2 separate regions of the Triticum aestivum genome follow, and region 1 is linked to region 2. Evidence: chromatin contacts called from public Hi-C data. All regions are on one chromosome and are shown on one strand. Each heading gives the region's core, a stretch centred on a gene start, on an enhancer-like site or on the middle of the called end of the contact. The rest is flanking DNA. Distances are from core to core; before and after follow the strand shown.

The links. Hi-C and Micro-C count contacts between places; a contact is called where the count stands out from the background.
Region 1: a contact with region 2 is called in a Hi-C map of leaf, with 8 times the contacts expected there. The contact joins the promoter of LOC123103212 here to the promoter of LOC123103210 in region 2. A contact is called at or near these places in 2 of 5 Hi-C or Micro-C datasets (both in leaf) and 1 of 1 datasets of contacts at active chromatin or transcription factors (leaf).

The regions. Positions count from the first base shown.
Region 1 is chr5A:330,471,455-330,477,167 of IWGSC CS RefSeq v2.1, forward strand. It overlaps LOC123103212 (protein MALE DISCOVERER 2), which reads left to right and starts at 1,743. Exons shown (of 7, transcript XM_044524726.1): 1 at 1,743-2,167; 2 at 2,258-2,378; 3 at 2,483-2,570; 4 at 3,877-4,196; 5 at 4,301-4,491; 6 at 4,596-4,728; 7 at 4,835-5,648. The coding sequence starts at 2,285. The coding sequence ends at 5,421.
Region 2 is chr5A:330,306,561-330,312,298 of IWGSC CS RefSeq v2.1, forward strand. LOC123103210 (ubiquitin-activating enzyme E1 2) reads left to right here and starts at 2,321. Exons shown (of 7, transcript NM_001426784.1): 1 at 2,321-2,391; 2 at 2,468-2,837; 3 at 3,689-3,906; 4 at 5,434-5,738. The coding sequence starts at 2,597.

The DNA.
Region 1 (5,713 bases), core at 493-2,992, 160 kb after region 2:
AGGTTCAAAATTAGCAGTAGCGCCCTGCACAAAAAATCACGCTACTACTATTACAGCAGCAATAGCACGGTTAATGTGGGCGTGCTACTGCTAAACCTAGTGTGGTGAGAACGGTCGGGCAATTTTAGTAGTAGCGTGGTTCTACCGAGCCGCACTACTGCTAAGTCGGTAGCAGTAGAGCCTGTTTATGGACCACGCTACTGCTAATTAGCAGTAGCGCCCCTTCTTGTCCAGCGCTACTGCTAAGATTCTGTGTATAAGGTTTTCCCTAGTAGTGATGGCAGGAGAAGTCTTGGAGTATACGACAAGTCTTCGGTAGATGTAGTCTTGACCACGCCCCCCTTGCGTACAGCCTTCAGAATCCTTCTTGAGAATGAATGAGGGCCCATCGGCCCAATCCAAGGAACATGGGCCGACTGGATTAGTACCCTTTAATCCAGGACACCATTAAACACTGACCTTCAAACCACCCACATCCGCCCAAACCAGTCTGTCATGACGTGTTTTGGCATCCAGCGCGATACCCCATCCGTCCGTGGACCAGTCCAGACGTCCGTTTTCTCACAAACCGGGAGCATTACATCAAACACGGCATAATTCATCAAAGTTCAGACATAATTTACATAAAACAAACGATATTTCATTTATTTAACTAAACCAAGCCCGTAACACTCAAAGTAATTATAGAAAATAGCACAATTCATCCATAAGTAGCATGCAAATATCTCTAGTACAACAATAGTTCAAATTCAACGATATAACCAGATGTTCAACAAGTTGTTCGAATTCACCAATTCCAAATTCATTGATACTATAATCAGAGCCGGTACATGTCGTCCCACACAAGTTGATCCTTAAGCTTCATCCAGCAATGTATGTGTGTGCATGGCCTGCCCACGGTCCTCCAGTACTTCACGACAGAGCGTCCAACCTATGCAATGTGTAGAGAAACATTGAGTGAATGAATGAATTAACCAACATGTAGAGCAAGAAGAAGCAAACTTACGATCTCCATGGTTGACACACCCAATGGCAACATCGTCTCCACACGTTCAACTGCGTCGCAGAACTTCATGACGGAGTTGCAAATGGTGTACCATCGGTGTGATATTGACCTCACATTCTGTTCATGGATGATGTGTATGTCTTAGAGTGCTTTTGCGCATGAAACAAATCATGCACGCGTTGCCAAAAGATCGCGCATGAAACAATCATGAACCGCGATGTAGTCCAAGTAGGGCAAGCGCGTTAGTGGCGGCTGCGGATGTCCTACGGTGCCTTGACGGCGGCCGGAGAGATACAATGACGGCGTCGAAAGAGAAGAATGCGGATGCAAAGCAAGGGTAGAGTGAAAGAAAAGTGGACCGGAATGGGTATTTGAGTCAGCCGGGGATGTCAATATACTATATGGCGGCGACGATCCGTACTCCCGTAAAGTTTATCACTGTTCGCGGATTGATCTCCACCGCTCCAGGGACGAATAGGCTGTCTGATTTGGGATCAACTTTGGAAATGCCCGAGATGACGAGTACAACCATGTCATGTTCCCGTGGACAACGACTTGATTCCGGTGAAATTCCCGCAAAATCACTGCGCAATTTCAGGCATAACAAGAAGAGTTAATAAGGGAAAGAAAAGGGAGGGAAATTTCCAGCTGCCATGTGTGCACGGTACCTGGCTGGCCTGAAACAGACAGGCAGGCAGGCAGACATCCACGCCTGCCTCCGATCCACCCAAAAGTACACTCCAGTTCCAATATTCCGCGTCCTGGACTGACTTGCGCTCCGAGCTCTTCTTTCTCCTCTGCCTTCTCGGCCTCTCCCAGCTCATCCCGTTCCCAGCACACTGCCCGCGCCCTGCCTCCTCTTCTCTCGATTCCCTCCTTTAGCCATCTTTACAGGCACAAAATCATCCCAGCCTTTTCCTGCCACTCTTCTCCTTCTCCACATTCCGTGAGCGCGTTTTCCCCACTTGAAATTCCGGCTCTCGAGACACAAGATCCGCGAGGGGTGGTGGATTCTTTACTTGCTCGTTCCAAAAATCCCACTCTGCCCCGCTGCTCCACTTACCTTGTAAGGAGTAGCGGAGACACTTTACCCGATTCGTTTCTTCAGGCGGCATGGAACGGCGTGTGCTTCCATCGTGCCCAAGATTTCAGCAGCTTTAGGTGGTGGCATATAGAAGTTGGAATCTTTGCCTTCCTTTTATCGTCTCCCGTTCTGCTCTGCTCTTACTGTCTTTTACTACCCTCTTGCAGAGCTGCCTGGACTCCATTGGGGGCGGAATGGAGGTCTGGAGCATCAGAGCGGCGCAGCTCTTGCTCTTCTTCTTCCTCTTGTCTGAGAGGCATGGGTCTTGTGCCGCCCTCGGTGAAGAAGGTGAGATGGATTTCCCATGGGTTTGTGATTAGGAAGTGGCCATGGTTGTGTTGGTTCAAGTGGAACAGTCGTTGACCATCTGTGTGTCTATCTTGGTGCTTCAGGGCGAGCCATGGGTTTCAGAGAAGAGCACCCAAGTGGATGGTTATGGAATTTGGAAGAAAAGAAGGTTTTCAGCGCAGCGGCGACGCCGTAAGTCAGCCTGATCTGTTCTTGTTCTTGTAGGATCAAATTCATGGTGAAATGATTGCTACCTTTTCTTTTCCTGTGAAGATGTCAAATCATTTGCAAGTAGTTATCTTGTACTCCCTCCGTTCGAATTTAGATGACTTGCATTTGTCCACATTGGGATGCATCTATACTTGTATAGTGTCTAGGTACATCCGTTTCTAGACAAATGAAAGACATCTAATTTGGAACGGGGGGAGTATGTATCGCTTAGTCATGATTAAAGTTACTCAACGAACAAGTCCTATTTTGATTTCAAGGGGTACATGATATTGCCCGCCGTTGTCTTTTTCTATTTGTAGCGTCATGGATTTACAAGTCAAAGGGGTCTAGAAGAAGCCATGACCATTAAGTAGAGAATATGCAGGACAGCTAGATGTCTTTCTAGAGGAAGCTATGATTTTGTCTCTGGAATATTTAGGATACGTGTGTGAAACAAGGCTTTCACTCTTAAGCATTTCTTGATGCGTCCCTCTTTTTTTTGACAATATCCAAAAAATTTACCTTCATGGATCAAGTCCTTCAGGTCTAGGGAAAACAATATTTCTAGGAGTAAATTGCATCTGGAGCATTACAGAATTAAATTTCTGCAGTGCTTGATACATAATCTCTACTTTTTTACATTATGGGCTTGATATACATAATCTAAAGCCATGTGATGATCTTTGCAGCTTAGTCAAGGGAAAAAAACTGTCAATTGAAATTCCTAACGAGTTGCAAGAGCGTATCATGATTTCAGAGGTTCTAACTGATGGAAGGCAAGAATCGTGCAGAAAATGTTTAACAAAGTCAGTCTTCTTCTTTATATACCAGCTTCCCTTTCGTAAGAATTTCTGAGTAAGATGGGCCTAACTTCTAAAGTAAAACTGACATGACACAGGCAGTTGAAAACCAAAATACTCTGTTTCAGTTTAACCGGCAATCTTGACTTTGACTAGTTAAACTTTGCAATCTTTTCCCCACAAAATAAAATAAATAGAACCCACACTTTTTGAATCTTTCGGTAAACATCCGTTCTTTATCGAAAAATTTATTGTGGCCCCTTGAAAATACATGCTCATTTTCACTAAAAATAGGTTAAAGGCAAATGCCAAACATAAGTACACATGACAGCTGTTGTACAAGGGATGTGTAGCCTGTCTCTTACATTAGTAAAGCTTAAGCATTGATATGTTAAAGCTTGAAGCGTGGAGAATACTGATATGCTAACTGTGGACTATACAAGTTTAACAATCAGACTCTTCAATTTATATTGGTGTTTTATATGCAGAACCATAGAGAGTAACACCCTGAGGCAACTCCTACAGGCAAGGGAGCTTCAAGAATCAGCACCTTCCTCTAAGGCTCCTGATCAGTTTCATGAAAGCCAGGCTCCCATGTCTTTGCCACCATCGTATTCGCAAGCTGAAACCAACGAGTCTTCTTCTGTGCCTCACTGGGCTATCTACGCAGTGTGCATCAGTGGAGTGCTTGGCCTTGTGGTTATAGCCTCTGTTGTGTATCTACTTGTCTCCCGTAGAAAGAAGGATAACACCGTCAATCCATGGGCTACCGGGCTGAGTGGACAGCTAAGGAAAGCCTTTGTGACAGGTCAGTCTCCTATTACCTGAAGCTAAAATGCCATATTACATCATCTGAAATGTGTGCCACAGATTGAACTTGGAGATGTTGAGTGTGCTTTACCTTGTGGGCAGGTGTTCCTTCTTTAGGAAGGGCCGAACTTGAGGCGGCGTGTGAGAATTTCAGCAATGTGATTGGTACTGTATCTGACAGTGCATTGTACAAGGGAACCCTGTCAAGTGGAGTTGAAATAGCTGTTGCCTCCAGTCCAGTTAAGTCTGCCAAAGAATGGTCGGATCGGTCCGAGGAGCAATTTAGGAACAAGGTAAGAAGTAATAGGCGAAACTACAACAGTGCTCAGATTTTCTCAACTAGCGTAGTACTGCTCTATCCCCGTTGTCTGTGCCTGACCAACTCTTCCTCTTTCAGATCTCTGAGTTATCCAAGGTGAACCACAAGAACTTCATGAACCTACTTGGTTACTGCACATGCGACGCTCCGTTCACCAGGATGATGGTGTTTGAGTACGCTCCATGCGGTTCCCTCTTCGAGCATCTGCACGGTGAGCTGCACATCAGTATCTGAATATCTTCCATATGCTGTTCTTGCTTCTGCTACTTCTCTCTCAGAAACAGTGAGGCTCATCCGATCCATGTTTTTCGATGCAGTGAGGGAAGCAGAGCACCTGGACTGGCCTACCCGGCTGCGCATCATCATGGGAGTGACATACTGCCTGGAGCACATGAACCAGCTAGACCCTCCTGTCACCCCAAGAACCCTAAACTCCTCATCCATCTACCTCACCGAGGACTACGCGGCCAAGTTCTCCGACACCGAGTTCTGGAAGGACGACGACGCGGACGCGTCGGCGCCGACGCGATCCGCAGGCCAGGACAGCATCGTCTACAAGTTCGGGATACTGCTGCTCGAGGTGATCTCCGGCCGGCTGCCCTTCTCCGAGGACCACGGCCTGCTCGTCCTCTGGGCCTCCAGCTACCTGGACGGCAAGCGGCCGATCGGCTCGATGGCCGACCCGGTGCTCAGGGCGTCGTCGCCTGTGCCCGAAGAGGACCTGGCGGCGCTGTGTGATGTCGTGAGGCTGTGCATCAACCGCGAGGCGGCGAAGAGGCCGTCCATGGGCGAAGTCGCGGGGCTGATGAAAGGCGCCGTCAGACTGTCGCCGGAGCAGACGACCCCGAGGAATAACCCGCTGTGGTGGGCTGAGCTCGAGATCATGTCCACGGCATCCACCTGAAATGACATACAGTATAAAGGGAAGGATAATTATACTGTACGTACTTACTAGATTTTGCGTTTTAGTTTCTTCTTCGTTACTTTTTTGTATGATATGGTACACTCCTTTTGGCCCCAATTTGTTTTTGTCCTTGGATCACTGTGATCCTGCATATTTCTTAAAGTTGAAAGGAATAGTAATTATTATTGTTGACATATACGGAGTATTTGTTAAAATTGTGTTGAATATGTGTACCAGGCTACAATTATACTTATGTGATTTGGTAGATGGGAAGGTGAGCCCGTAACCATGC
Region 2 (5,738 bases), core at 1,071-3,570:
CGCGCTGTTCGTCGGAGGACCGCCGCGCGAGAGGAGCGGCGGTGACTAGAGGGAGGCGGAGGAAGCCGCCACGGCGCGGGGATAGGCCGGGGAAGCGCCGGAACGGTCGCCGGGCGGCGTCGCGGATGGATGGGTGGGTGAAGTTGCGAGCGAGCGTTCGAGAGTCCAGCGCGTGGAAGCGGGCGCAGCAAATAAGCGGCGCGCAATGGCGTTTCGCCCCGCGCGTTGAACTAGATATGCCGTGCGTGTGATTTTTGCGCCTCCACTGGAGTGCCCGGAGCGGTAGCGCGCGCAAAGAACGCGGATTTTTCAGCGCGCCGCTTATATAGCGCTGTTGTTGGAGATGCTCTGAGCACTCTTTGTCGAACCTACATGGAGCGTGAAGTTTTCGACTGCTTTCTTCCAGTTTGTATACCTAGTCTTGGTGAAGACTTCAACCCCAAACTTTGAACCGATTGTTGGTTTCTTGAAAAGAAGACAGTGAAAACAATAAGCAGATTTTTTGGCCACACTATACTCTAGCCAATCAAACTCTTTATGCCATATTCTCTAAATGCCATGACATCTTCATTGCGTTCAAAATCGTGATCTTTAGGCTAGCATGCACCTTTCAAGATATTCGCCCTTCTCACTTCATCTCTGATTTCTGGGGTAGCATACTGTTCAATTTGTTTCCGAAGGCCTGGATCAGGTTCAATGTCAGTTGGATTAAATCTTTGAGGAACATCATCTTGCAAATTATTTCTACCAGTCTCTTGACTTAATACTCCAGGAACATTATCTTCTGAAATGGTTGCATTTACTTCAGATCCACAAACTTGGGGTCCAGAATGATTTACTAGTATAGGCTTGAAAAAAAATTCAATCTGCTTCATCTCCTTAGGTCCTTATAACATCATATTTATATTTAATTTCAGTGTTCAACTTCTAAAAATTGGGCCAACATGACAACAAATTAAACATGATAGAACATAATAGAAGACTAGGAGAGAGCGGAAGAACCTGGTCTTTGTTGCCTTGTTGGCTGCTCGTTTCTTGTTTTGAGCAGGGACCATGGTGATGGAGATGAAGGCGGCGGCGACTCTGCTTGCCGTCTCGACAACATCGCGAATAGGCGGATTCGCTTCTCCTTCTCCATCTAGCACCATTGATTGAACAGACCTGGGCAGCGAGGGCGACTGCAAGACGATAGTGGAGGCGGCGCCGCGTCCGCATGGCGTGATCACTCTACGCGTGAATTCAGCACGATCAGTTCCACGATTGATAGAAAAGTAACTGTGTACCTGAAAATCAGGCTGCGTACCATAACTAACGGCTCATATAATTTTTATTGGACTTACTTGATTGGCCCATCTATAGCTAGCGAGCAGTTACCTCGTGAATCATTTTCCTCTTCCCTTGTCGAAACCTTCGACCCGCGACCTTCGAGCGAACGTGCTCGCTTCCCATGGTGGCAGTGACGGTGCCAGAAATCAAATCATGTGTAGTCACTTCAAAATTGTGTAGTCAAATGTATATATTTCTAAGTTTTTCTGTATGATTTATACTTTCTGTATTGCGTTTTCCCAAAGAGATGTGTAGTTAAGTGACTACGCAGCCTATGTGTGGCTTCGCCACTGCATGGTGGCCGCCGACCAAAACCAGTAGGGGGTACCCTAAGTTTCGAAAATTTACCCGGGTCGGCCGCCCCTACACAACCTCATGGTGGAGCCGCCCTACCACCGGGGACACTTTCCTCTGGGAGGGAAAAATTAAAGCCATCGACATCACCAACGTTTCTCTTATCATGGAATGACCATTTAACTTGGGCTCGCTGAAACGGTCGGTTCGAGCGTTTCTATCGAGCCAGTTTGGACTGCTTTAAGGTTCATGTGTGTGACCCTATACAATACTATCAAACGTGTTTTTCTTGCAGTCGATATGTTTTGGAACGATGCAACCTACCAAAGGCATGGTTCCTTTGTCTTTCCTGTGTTCCAAACTGGCGTGAACCTTGAAATTCTAACAGACCTCAACGCGTTTTGCGACACGGTAGTTGTACAAACATTAATTAAAGTACAACGCGGGCCCTACCTTCGGGAATAATCGGGGCCACTTGTAAGTTGACCTTTCGGCCCACCTCGCAGCCTCCTCGTTCTTTCCAGAGAGGAGGGCAGGTGCTCCCCCTGCCGTGTGCCGTCCCACGTTTCCCCGCCAGCAAGAAAAGCACACGCGCACTCCCGTCCGGCTGACACGTGGGACCCGCCCGTCACCCCCCCGTCAACAAAGCCGCCTCCGGCAACAACCGCCGAGATTTTGCAATCCGGTCCTCCACTTCGTCCCTCCCCAGCCCAGAAACCCTAGACCGTCGCTCGCCTGCTTTCCTTCCCCGACGCGACAGGCGAATCCAAGGTGAGTTCCGCCGGATCCGCCCTCCCCGCGCCCGCTTCCCAGCGCTCCCCGCCTCACGACGCGCCGGCCGGTGCAGGTTTCGCGGCGGTCGCGGCCCTAGCACGCGCTGGATCTGACGCGGCAGCTCCCGGCGGCCGCGTACTACTGCCTGCTCTTCGCTGCGTCGGCGGCCGTCCTCGGGCTCCTCGGCGGCGTCGCGCGCTATATGCTTCCCCGGAAGCGGGAGATCGTCGCCGGCGAGGTCGAGGACTTGCAGAAGAAGACCCGTGCCGGGGAGGGCGAGGCCACCAGGGAGGAAGGAGACGCAGCCATGGCTGGGAGGGGGAACGAGATCGACGAGGACCTGCACAGCCGCCAGCTCGCCGTCTATGGCCGCGAGACCATGAAGCGCCTCTTCGGCTCCAACGTCCTCGTCTCTGGACTCCAGGGTCTCGGTGCTGAGATCGGTACGTGCAGTCCAGGCGCTCTTCTAATGCAGATGGTCTTTTACTCTTTTTTGTTTTAGTATATATAATCTCTTTCCTTGATTTGTTTCCTTTTATATGTGGGACTAGGTTAGCTGCAAAAAAGGAAATTAGTAATTACTACCCCTTGCTCGATCTGATGTAGCTTAGCGACCTAGGAATTCCTATTATGTTTCCCGTACACAAATTTACTGCTCGTAATTGCTATCTTGAGCTCTTGGTTTAGCTCTGGCTCAGCTGATGTTGCTGCTAGTTTGACCAAACACACTGATGGGTATCGCCCTATTAGCTAGATGGGCTCTTGTCGTTGTGTCTTACTTATGATTTTAGTTGAAACCACCAAGCCAAAACTTTTGTCTACCTACGTTTTGTAACTACTGTACTATCTAAACCATCAAATCAAAACTTTTATTTGTGTGGTGAAATGAGTGTCTTTTGTGTGACCCTATCAGTGCCCCTTACACACAATGCTAGCGTATGCATTATGATGGGTGAACTTCTGCACTGCACCACATTGCACATAGTTATTCACTGACATTTCGCCAATTAGGCCACTGGTAGTTTTGGTCCGTGATACCAAGAGACATGACACCTTAAAGGTTAATAAAGGCGTACTTTTTTTGCTGCCGGCCAGTTGGATTATTGGATTCATCTGAGATGTCTGTTACTCATTATCACACCATACGAGTATTTGGGTGTAAAAACAAATCATAAGCTTGGTTAGGAGCTTGGCAGTCAGTAAAAACTGAACCTTTAAAACTTGGATGAGGTTTTGGCAGTCTGTAATTAAGCTTTAAGCTTACAATTGATTTAATACTTATGTATTCCTGCAGCAAAGAACCTTGTCCTTGCGGGTGTCAAGTCTGTAACCTTGCATGATGATGGTAATGTGGAGCTGTGGGACTTATCAAGCAACTTCTTCCTCTCGGAGAATGATGTTGGGCAAAACCGTGCTCAAGCTTGTGTACAGAAGCTACAAGAGCTGAACAACGCTGTCCTCGTCTCTGCCTTAACCGGTGATTTGACCAAGGAGCACCTTTCTAAATTCCAGGTGCACCAGCATGACATTGATCTGTGATCTTCTACCTTGCTATTTCAATTTTTTCTACATCTATGTGTCTTCCATTTAAGGTTTTACATTATGCTTGTACTTTCTGTCCATGTGACTTTAACAAGCAGGCTATCCATCTTTCTATTTGATTTTGGTATAGAAATTTCATGCCAGTTTTCCGAAGTACTACCATTTCAAAAGAAGTGATGTACCACAGTTCTAGCATTTACAGAACATCACTTTTAACAAATACTCCCTCCGTCACATAATGTAAGACGTTTTTTGACATTTTTGACACTAGTCAAAAAACGTCTTACATTATGGGACGGAGGGAGTAATAAAGTAATGCAGTCAACTACTTGAAATATTTGGCCATGATCTCATCATAATCAAGGTGTGTTAAAGTGTGTGTGCTGTAAAATTGTATGAAGTATAAGATGAACCCTGCATATCGTGGATTGCTGCGAGATTCTAAAAGGTTTCATCTGCTTGACTGTTTGGACTAGGTTAGGTTTGTACAGTCTATGCTCCGTTCATTGCCTGATTTTACCTGCAATTTCGTTGTGTGATTTTGGTCCCGAAATCGAATTTTATTAAACTGTCGATTTTGTTCTGACATGTATTCTGGTAAGTAAATGTTGGCCTTGGTAATATTGTTGCCAACTAGCTAATTGCCCGTGTGTTGGAACGGATGCATACATATTTTAGTGGTTCACATTAATTGTGTCTCCCGTATACCTTCCACTCACTATATCCGCCTCCCTGATCCACATGTCAATGGCTCATTCGGTCACAGTCCCCCTTCCACTATCACCCGTACACTTTGGACAAATAAAATTGGAATTAAATCAGTGGGAGTACTACATTTCCAATTTACCAAACAAAAAATAATTAGTTTTCATATTGCTGGCGGAAGGAGATGTGATGTCGGACAAATTAGTTTCGAAATAAATCAGTGGGTGGGGATGTGAGTTGATAGGAGATGTGATGTTGTGCAAATAAAATTATAAATAAATCAGTGGTGTTACTGTGTTTTGAATTTGCCAAACAGAAAAATGACTAGTTCCCATATTATGGAAGGAAGGAGATGTGATGCCAGACAACTAAAATAGGAGATAAATATGTGGGTAAGGGTGGAATCGGAGGAGAGAAAAAACCTGGAGACGAGGAAGCGAATGACCTATTCCCCTTTAATAATAGAGATGTGTATTCTGTTAACTGTGCTGTGTGAGCTGGTGAGAAGATAAATTGACTATAAAACTGCAAAAACATCATTGGCATCTTTATAGCGACACATAATTTGTTCACTATAATTTGTTTTCACATGCTATGTCGTGCCAGTCCCACAAACGGATCTGTTTGTCAAATGCAACTGAAATTCCAAATCCATGTTCTTCAGTTTGCAGTATATGAGTTTTTAGGAGGATTAGATGACTCCTCTCACATTTTATTTATATGCTTCTTGATTTACACTGGGTAAATTTGGTCATTTATCATCCTCAGAATAACTTTCATATGTACTTGCAGGCCGTTGTCTTCACTGATATCAGCTTAGATAAAGCAATTGAGTTTGATGATTACTGCCACAGCCACCAGCCACCCATTGCTTTCATCAAGTCTGAAGTTCGTGGTCTTTTTGGCAGTGTGTTTTGTGACTTTGGTCCTGAATTTACTGTTTTGGATGTGGATGGTGAGGAACCACATACAGGAATTGTTGCATCAATCAGCAATGACAATCCAGCACTTGTATCTTGTGTGGACGATGAGCGTCTGGAGTTCCAGGATGGTGATCTAGTTGTTTTCTCTGAAGTCCATGGAATGACTGAGCTGAA